Regions from separate parts of the Gossypium hirsutum genome. Here region 2 is linked to region 1. Evidence: chromatin contacts called from public Hi-C data. All regions are on one chromosome and are shown on one strand. Each heading gives the region's core, a stretch centred on a gene start, on an enhancer-like site or on the middle of the called end of the contact. The rest is flanking DNA. Distances are from core to core; before and after follow the strand shown. Region 1 holds the start of LOC121215356. Region 2 holds the start of LOC107950670 (PRA1 family protein F3).

Region 1 (4,777 bases), core at 1,385-3,884:
ACCAAAGATTACAACAAATATACCAGAATTAAAAAGGGCAGGGAACCATCTAAGTATCAAATAGCTTACCAATGCAACTATTAACTAATTTAGAGGTAACTTTATAGGGAAATTCATAATCTTATTCTGAAATTCTGATATCTGGAAGCATTCAATATGAAGCAGAGGGCATGAATTAAACTAACACTGGTTCAAGTTTTCAAGTATAACTATACCAAAAAAGGGCACAAACAGGAGAGTATAAGTTTAATATTTTCCTCAATAAAGAGGAGAGATAGAATTTAATAAAATATTGGATCAAGTTAACATACTTTATGACTGTCAGAGTATAAAAACACAGGATTCGGAGCACTAACAGATATTTGAAACTTTAACTATGCAGTACAGTGAACCTAGCATCTGTCTGGCAGTCAACCTTATTCAAGCACAAAAACTCATCTAAAAGATAATGTTGGATTTTGGGAATCCCAGCAAGATATCAGCTTAAATCAGGCCTAAGTTTGAGAGCCTTGAGTTGGTGTCAAGTTTTAAGCTTTACTATTCCTTATTAACATTGGTACAATTGAATCTCGTTCTCAGCATAAAATGTGCCAGACAAACTCAATACAAAATTGAAATAGCCTATATTCCTACCTTATGCCAACTTTACGTTTCAGATCGATTTCCAAGTAACAGAAACAATATAATTACTTTCTTATGTAGCTGAAAAATTTCTACCAAATACTTATGTAGTTAGCTCATCTAAGTCTCTAGAACAATAATATCCATTTTGCCAATTGATTTGAAGTCCTTAGATGCTTCCAGCACATTGTCTACAGAGAAGCAAGCGCCAGAATCTACCAGTAAAAACTTGAAACTAGCCCCGCCAAACTTTACCAAAATCCTCAAGTCCCTCAATTAAATACTATTCTATGATACCTTAAACTAGCCTCATCCTTTATATCATACAAGAAAAGATGAAAATTTCACCATGATCTTCTTGTACTAGCAACTTTATATGAGGCCCAGCTTCTTTAAAGAATACTTGTAGAATTGACTCTCCGTATACATATAAGTATATTATGATTATAGCACCAGAAAGATGAGAACACAAGCATTTCTGACTATCTCAAATGCAGGTAAACAAGACTGCCTTCAATCTAGTTCTTTTTTTCGGAAATACACAGATTTAGTTCATCTAACCTGCAATTTAATTTAGAGCGTCATCTAATCCATTTGAAATGACAAAACTTCAATAAATGATGAGCTCTACAGAGCAGATCCCCATGAAGAGGCCATCCACATGGTTTAAGGGGTCATCTTAACTAAACAGCCAAAGAAAAACCTTGTTTCCAAGTCATGTCCAAATATGTCCTATTACCTCAATTGATTATTCTGTGTCCTAATTCAGGCTAAAAGTATCAGATTCGCTTCATACATCTTGTTGAACAAAAAAAAACACAAACTCAAAGAATTTCAAATTGGATAAGTCTTAACCTCGATGGAAATCAAAGAATACAAACTTAAACTATTGCTTGAAATGAGAAAGGACTTGATTACACTATTCTTTAGATAGTCAAAAGGTAGTTAAAGAACTAAAAAGCACTTAAAGATATCTTACAATAAGAAGCAACAATGGGACTTTCTTTACTATCAAGATAACCCATACAATAAAGCAACATTCAAAAGCAAAAATCTTAAACTACAATAATTCAATACAAATTATAAAAAGGGTATCCTTTATTAGTACTTGTCAAGTTAATCAATAGATTAAAGAACATCAAGAAAAAAGTGGAACTTCAACAAACCTGAGCTAATGTCAATCCTTTGTTTCCATGACACTTAACAAGCTGATCGTATTGCTGCTTGATCTTCCTTTGCGTTGCACTACTCGTTGATGTAAAAGGGTACAAACAAACCAGCTGGGGCTTGACCCGAGAACCCGAACAACTCTGACCTGGTTCTTCCCTTTTCTTTCTGTCTTCCTCATTTTCTTCTTCGCCTTTGGAATCCAATCTCTTCTTCTTTCCTCTTTTCTTTTTCTTCTTCGCGCTTTGAGATTCAAACAGGTCCCCTTCTCCAACCGACCCAACTTGCCTCGTTTCTTCCCTGGGATGGCTTTCACCTGTAAACAAATCAGCCCATTGTGTAGAATCAGGAGGCAAGATCTCTAGCAGAAGCGAATGGGGAAAATGGGTGGAATCGTTTTCCCGAGTTTGGCCATTTTTATGGGAGAGAGAAGGGTTGGAAAGGGCCGGTTCATTCTGGGATTTTCCTTGTTCGTCTTGTGGATGTTGTTGCTTATGGAGCCTTTTCTTATAGTAGAAAGAAAATAAAAAGAACAGGAAAGAGAGAGCGAAAGAGAAGAGAAAGCAGATGAAAAACATTTGTAGGGATTATTGGTTTGAAGTTTATGAAACAAAACCAAACATAAAAAAAACAAAACAAAAAAAAAGGAAAAGGAAAAGGAATGAATGAATGAATGAAAAACTAAAGAGGCATAATATTTCAAGGTTCAGCCGCCATTAAAACGCGTCATCAGGACTGGCAAAAAAAAAAAACAGGAACAAAGAGAAAGATATAAAAGTGTTGGATGTTCTGTTGTACGTTGTTCCTAATGATTCAAAACGAGAGGGGCGAAGGCAGTGTTTGTAATTGTGTAATACGTTAATGGTTTTGGGATAATATAATCATAATAAATTGGGTAAATTACCAAAATATCACTTTTATTTAGCTCATATTACATTTTAGTCACTTATGTTTGAAATGTTACGTTTTAGTTACATGTTAACGTGTTGTAACATTTTAGTCACTGAGCCGTTAATGACACGATAAGCTAACGTGGCATGTTAAAACTAGCCCCTATACTTTTATTTTTTTAAAATAATTTACTTTTTTTCTTTTTATTTCTTTATTTTCCTTTTCTTCTTCGCCTCTAATTTTAACAAATAGAAAATATAGAAAAACTACTTTCAAAGAAATGGAGAAGGGAGGAAAACAAAAGAAGAAGCAAAAGAGAATAAAAAATAAAGAGAGAAAAAGTTAAAAGAACATAAAAGAAAAAAATTAAATTACTCAAAACGAAAAAATATAGAGACCAATTGTATTATTTAACCTAAATTTTTTGTTTGAAATGATGATTTAACGTATCGCGTCAGCTTACTGTTACACTTTTAACAATAATTAATGGCTTAATGACTAAAATATAATGTGAGATAAACAAAAATGACTATTTTAATAGTTTACGCTACTAAATTTTAGCTAAGTAGTTTTAATTTTTAAAGCCGTTGATTAAGGAAAATGATCAAAGTGGTACTGCCCACCCAATATGATAGTCAATGGGATTGTGTTTCGGTTTTGGTCATTAAATATAATAGGTTAAAATATGCATACTTACCTTACTTTTGTATATATATATTTTTAAGAATTTAATATTTCAATATTAACTATGTTTTTATTCTTTTCTTAAATTTGCTAGTTTAACATTTTAAAATAATAAAAAATACTTACTTGATCATCTACAAAAAATAATGTAATATACTTAAATTAAAAAATTTTAATAATATTAACAATTAAATTTGTATTTTTAAATTTGAAAAGTAAAGAGATTTACACTAGAAATATCGTTGACTTTTCTATTGACTCCATCTAAAACTATGTATTGCTTGACTATTCATTCTTAACACCCTATGGTGAGATCATCCGTTCTCAACACACTATAAGAGGTCTAGTTGGACATAACAATCTTGTACTAATTGAATGAATAACATAACAGGCCCCACGATGTACATCTTTCACACATTGGATGAGGATAATCTTTTTCATGGCAAGCAATTGTCCTCTTGTCCTAGTTCTGGTTCTCGACCTTTTCACATGAATCGCCTTCCTTAAAACTACTACTTACTCCTCCTTACTTTTCTTTCTTCCTATACTTTGTATCAACAATTGTCAAAGTCTCATTAGCAAAAATATAGCTTAAATTTTGCATGGCTTGATATCGGCATAAATTAGAAACTAAAAAATAATAATGTTACTTTATCATTAGTGTAATGATAAATGGTGTATGTTGTTTTAAGTACTTGTTGACACCAAGGTGTTATTTGATAAATTGAAAAATTAAGTACTGAATTTAAGTTATAAATTTATTTAATATATTACTTAAAATTAATTGTAGAATATAACTAGATTGTTTGAAAAATATATTTTTAAATTATAAAAATTATATTCTACATTTTATCCTTAATTTTTAAATATTCACCTTATTTTAAATAAAAAAATTAATGTAAATTTTTTATATTATAATATAATATTAAAATAAATAATATAAAATTAAATTTTTTATAAAACAATTCTATCAAATTTTTTTATTTTGATTTACCAAACATGTGTAAAAAATCATTAAAAATATTAATTTTTAACTATATTATTTCAATAATCCATCAAACAATGCCCAAATGTTACGGTCAAATTTGGATAGCCTAAGTGTTACGCTCAAATTCGGAGAATATAATGTTTAGACTTCTACGGAGAAATTAAATTTTTCAGCTTCTCAAAAAAGTACTTTTGAGCTACTTTTTTGGGGTGTGAGAAACATTTTTCTCTAAAAAAATAGTTTGCTTAAGAATGATTCTCAAAAGTGTTTCAAAGTAATACTAAAGTAAGAAAATCCAAAAAGAAAAAAAAAAGTAGCATTTAATTTGATTATTACTTAAATGTATCCGGTGATCTAATTAATGTGATCCCGTTTGCAAATTAAAAATTATAATTATTTTAATTAAATTTTAATTTTAATTTTTTA
Region 2 (5,486 bases), core at 1,217-3,716, 130 kb after region 1:
TCAAAGTAGAGTAATGATAAATATAAAATTACACATAATCGAATATTAAAAATTTTGACCTTAAAACAAATTAATTTAACAATATATAAAATAAATAGTTGTAAGAAATTATTAATAATATTATTTAAATTATAATATATTAATATTAATAGTAAACCTAGAAATTTTGTATTATTTTAATATTAAATATTTTAAAATTAAATAATATTAATATAATTGATTTTAAATTAGTTAATTATTTTTAAATATTTTGTATATGTTTAATTTTTGAAGAAGTTAATTAAAATTTTTAAATAAAAATTAATTTTATAAAAATATTATAAATTTAATATAAACAACCAAATGAGTCATGCCTCTAAAATAATAACAAAATAAATATAATTTTAAATATATAATACATCAAAAATACTAAAAATATTAAAATAAATATTTCTCAACAAATTGAAAATTAATTTTAAAAATTATGTATACTTAAATAAAACTAAAATAGATGTCCCTTAATAATATCAAAATTAACAATAAAACAGGTGGTAACAAAATAGAAAAAAAATAACAAGAAAATAAATTAAAACAACAAAAAATAGCAATTCTTTTTTGTATTTTTGTGAATTTGGGTCGGGTCGGGTCAAACTCAAGCCTAAAAGGTCTTACTCGAGGCTCAACTCAATTTTTAAATTAGTCTTATTTTTTGTTCAAGTCTATTTTTCGGACTTATATTTTTATCCAAATTCTCTAACTTTTTTAGTTATCTAACTTTTTTAGTTACCATTGGGGCTGGGTGAGTTAGTCTATTAGCAGTCCTAGGCATGACACAAGAATGGAGTCGTCGTTTACTTGGCAGCTACCTTATTTTCATCTGAGCATTTACTAAAAGAAGGTTTCCCTTGAAGCTCTAAAATCAGAAAATTCTCTTCTTTTTTGCCTCTGGTATACTTCATTCTCTACAATTTTTTCACCTAAATGGCAAAAACCAGAAGAGAAAACAATCTTCTCAAAGATCTCAAAGAATAAGAAAAGGAGTAGCAGCAAGAATGGTGACAATGCTAATTTCAGTTGAAGATGTTGCATCCATTACTGCAACAGTTAGAGTTGATGTCATCCTTGATGATTTACCAGACCCTCCGTCAGAACTAAGAGAGGTCCAAGCATTCTTTTGACAACTTGTCACCAAGGGTTTCAAACATGGTGCACAAACCCCACTTTGGAAGCCCTTGGAACCATTGGAAAGAGAGGAACTAGAGAAGACAATAACTAATTTGATTGCAAAAGAAGAGGATTTCCAAGATGCTCAAGAGGTAACTTCTAAAGTTTTAGAAGATTTAAATATTGATCTTAACATTAATAATCAGGATAGAGATTGAGAGAGTGATTGATGTCTTGGTACAAGAAGAAAATCAAGGGACTGGAGAGCATGCAGTTTCGATTGGTTAACAAGCTATCGAAACTCATGTTGAAACAACTGATGCGACAGAAAACAGAACAGAAGATGTTTCTAAGCACAATGAACTAATGGCTGATGTTAAGGCCATTGAACTTGAAGTACCTTTGGCTGCTAAGCATAGAGAAGCAAAAAGGAAAAGAAAATAGCCCATGGAATCCACTGAACCAGTCACTGGATCAAAAAGGAAAAAGGAGCAAGATCAAAATTTGAGTTTAATACTATCCAGGTAAAACCACCAAGGCCTCTCGTTTTTGGAATAATATGCTACGAAAAAGATGAAAAACTATCTCTAGGAAAGCTTTGTTAAAGAGAGAAACATAGATTATGTAGGTTTTGAAAAGGTTAGTCTTCTAAATCACTTGAATGCTCAAAACCTTATGACGTCAATCTCATATGCGAAATCTTTTGTCAAGGAGATATACAGCAGTTCTATTGTAACCTTTTGTCTCCTAGATATTTGAGTGTAATATATGCCATCCTTCACATAATTGGACACCATCAAGCATCAACTCATTCTTAAATCTAGGAGAAATAATTTGTAACCCGATTGTTAAAAATGCAAAGCCTCCTAGGGTATTTGGATCCCTACCTTTTTCCTTCTCTTATTTATCAACTATCAAGAAGAAGGAAGAGGTTGTATCCCTTGAACCTAAGATTTAAGATTTCCAAGAAGATGATACTGAGGAAGCCAATGTTCCAACATATGGCCTTTTGCAGCAACTCAAAAGGCCAAGGTTATTTATTAAGTGAAGATTGAATTGAACAGCATCAACACTGATATGCAGAAGTTAGTAGAGAAGAAGAGGAGGTTTGCAAGTCTTATCGATGATCTAGGGCATACCACTTGGTAAAAGGGAGCTTTTGACATCTTTATCAAAAGGGGGAGAGAATTGAAGGAAATGAAAATGTCTGGTTGTTTAATTTTTACCTTCAAATTCTAGCTCTGTTTTATTTTGGAACTCATTTGGTTTGTAATAACTCTTTGATGGATTTCTATATACTCTCATTTTATGCCTGATTCAAGTTATAATTGTTCATGATCTTTTATTTGCAAAACACAAGTGTAGAAACATTTATAAGATGAGCTTCAACAGAAGCAAAACCAATGGTGGTTTTTTTGTCATTACACAAACAGATAAAGATGGATGCCAAAGTCTAAAGATTAGGCTATTTTTTATTTATTTTGTTGGCAAAGAATATTAAGTTTTTGTGTGAAGTCCAAAATAATGTTATATGTAAATCAAAGGCTAATGCTGGATCTCACACAAATATCTAAATCGTTCATTCGCATCTAGACCTCACAATCATACTATAAACCCACCTGCACCCATCCCTTTTAATTTTCTATTCCTCTATTTTCCCAGCTCCCCACGCCTTTCCCAACCTCTTTGTATTTCCCTTCACAGTAAATTCTTGATCTTTCTTCTAAAGGTCAAACCTTTGAACTTCAAACCCCCCCACCCCAAAAAGAAAACATGACAAACTACGGCACAATCCCGACTTCATCGACGGCAGGACCCTCGGCGAACATCGAATACCTATCTCGAGCCAAGGAACGTATCAAAGAAGGGCTTGGAGCTCGGCGTCCATGGAAACTTATGTTCAATTTTCACTCCATCAACTTCCCTGGGAACCTCTCCGAAGCTATTACCAGGGTCAGAACTAACGTTGCTTACTTCCGCATGAACTACGCCATGATCGTGCTTCTCATCCTTTTCCTTAGCCTGTTATGGCACCCCATCTCCCTCTTAGTCTTCGTAGCTATGATGGCCGCTTGGTTGTTCTTGTATTTCCTGAGGGATGAGCCTCTAGTTGTTTTCCGCCGTACGATCGACGACCGCGTGGTGCTGGTGGTGTTGGGGGTTTTGACCATCTTGTTCCTGCTGTTGACTGATGCCACCACCAATATTTTGGTGTCGCTTTTGATTGGTGCGGTTGTGGTTTTGGTCCACGCTTCCTTCCGGAGGACTGATGATTTGTATGATGAAGAATCCGGGGAAGGCTTGATTTCTGGACCTTCATCTTCTTCATGATTCTGGCTTTCTTTTGTAATTCTTTTTATGTGTGGTGAGTTATTATTGGCATATCTATATGATCTCAATTTTTTGGTTTTCTGTTTGATTGATTGATTGATTGTTTGTTTAATTTAATGGGGGGTTATTTAATTTCTTCTTTAAAGTTGTTAAATGTTAAATTCATTTCAAGATGGTATTGTTTGATCCCCTCAGTCGTAATTGAATGAAAAGTTTGCTTTGACTTTTGAATGGTAGATTAAGGAATCTGTTGATCAGATTTTTTAGGCAGGAATAGTACAATAATATTATATTTTAATCATTTTTTTGAAATGCTACTTTAATGTGACGTAATATTTTAGTTATTAAATTACTAATCATAGTTAATGGTATAATGATAAGTTGACATGACACGTTAAATCATTATTTTAAATAGAAATTTTAGGTTAAATTATATAATTAATCGCTATATTTTTTATTTTAAGTAATTTAATTTTTTTTCTTTTATATTCTTTGAACTTTTTTTGTTTTTTATTCTCTTCTATTTCTCCTTTTATTTTTTTACATTCTTAATTTCTTTTAACATAGTAGGAAGTCAACTTGACAGCTTAGAAATAAACAAGAAGTCGAAAGCCATTATTGCTTATAATTAAAACTCATAAATCCATACAATGTTTCTTTTTTTACTGGCAATTCGACTTCCTAATATGTTAAAAGAAATGGAGAAGATAGGAAAACAGAGAGAGAAGCAAAAGATAATGAAAAAAAAAGAAAGTTAAAAGAACAAAAAAGAAAAAATTTAAATTGCTCAAAATAAAAAATTATAGGGATTAATTGTATAAGTTAACCTAAAATTTTTATTTTAAATGATGATTTAATGTGCCACTTCAGCTTATTGTTAACGGTAATTAACGGTTCAGTGACTAAAATATTGCAGCGTGATAATGTAAGTAACTAAAATGTAAACGTAACATTTCAAATATAAATAACTAAAATATAACTTGAAATAAACAAAAGTGACCATAAACATAATTTATCTTATAAATTTCGCCGTTCTAAACTTTAATTTATCATAATTTAGTTCTCAAACCAAGATTGAATGTTAAATAATTGGAGAGACAAAAACGAAGGCAAATTATATAATTTGAAAAGGTGAAGAGGGATGGGTCCTAATTAGGCTTCATTTTCATTCACATTGCTTTTACAGCAAAAGGTGAAGGCACATGGATAGGGTGCAGTTGTCAGGAGTGAACAATGAGGATGACACTTGCTGTAATGCACAAGATTGAAGGATTTGAGTTGAAGCCAAATATAAGGGCCAAACTCTCCTTCCGACAATGGGATTTGAAAACGTTTATTCACCAATCTTTGAAATAATTAAACCCCAAAATATAAGGGAAAAAAGAAGTTAGGTTGGCGAAATGGAAAGAAACAGAATCCTATGCCTAACATCCAGCATGAAGTTGGAAGAATGAGGCAATGCCACTTTTTGGTTTCAAAAGAGATATATATATATAGGGTAAACTACACCCATGGTCACTTTTGTTTACCTTAGGTTACATTTCAGTCACTTATGTTTGAAATGTTACATTTTAGTCACTTACGTTATCGTGTTGTAACATTTTAGTCACTGAGCTATTAATTGTCGTTAATGGTGTAATGGTAAACTGAGGTGGCACGTTAAATCATCATTTCAAACAAAAATTTTAAGTTAAATTATACAATTGGTCCCCATAATTTTTCGTTTTGAGCAATTTAATTTTTTTTATGTTCTTTTAACTTTCTTTCTTTTTCTTTCTTTTTTTTCCATTCTCTTCTACTTCTCCCTCTGTTTTTCTACCTTCTTTGTTTCTTTTAACATACCAAGAAGTCGAATTGGTAGTGAAAAAAGAAGCATGGTATGGGTTTATGGGTTTTGGTTATAGGCAAATGATGATAGTCGACTTCCTACTTCTTTTTTCATTGCCAATTCGACTTCCTAATATGTTAAAAGAAATGGAAAAGATATGAAAACAGAGGGAGAAACAAAAGAG

What was found. Hi-C and Micro-C count contacts between places; a contact is called where the count stands out from the background.
Region 2: a Hi-C map of leaf shows a contact between it and region 1, with 2.7 times the contacts expected there. The contact joins the promoter of LOC107950670 here to the promoter of LOC121215356 in region 1. A contact is called at or near these places in 4 of 34 Hi-C or Micro-C datasets (hypocotyl, leaf and petal).

Annotation. Positions count from the first base shown.
Region 1 is chrD03:10,636,087-10,640,863 of Gossypium_hirsutum_v2.1, forward strand. It overlaps LOC121215356, which reads right to left and starts at 2,635. Exons shown (of 7, transcript XM_041089740.1): 1 at 1,788-2,635. The coding sequence starts at 2,366.
Region 2 is chrD03:10,766,821-10,772,306 of Gossypium_hirsutum_v2.1, forward strand. LOC107950670 (PRA1 family protein F3) reads left to right here and starts at 2,467. Exons shown (of 1, transcript XM_016885557.2): 1 at 2,467-3,710. The coding sequence starts at 2,917. The coding sequence ends at 3,474.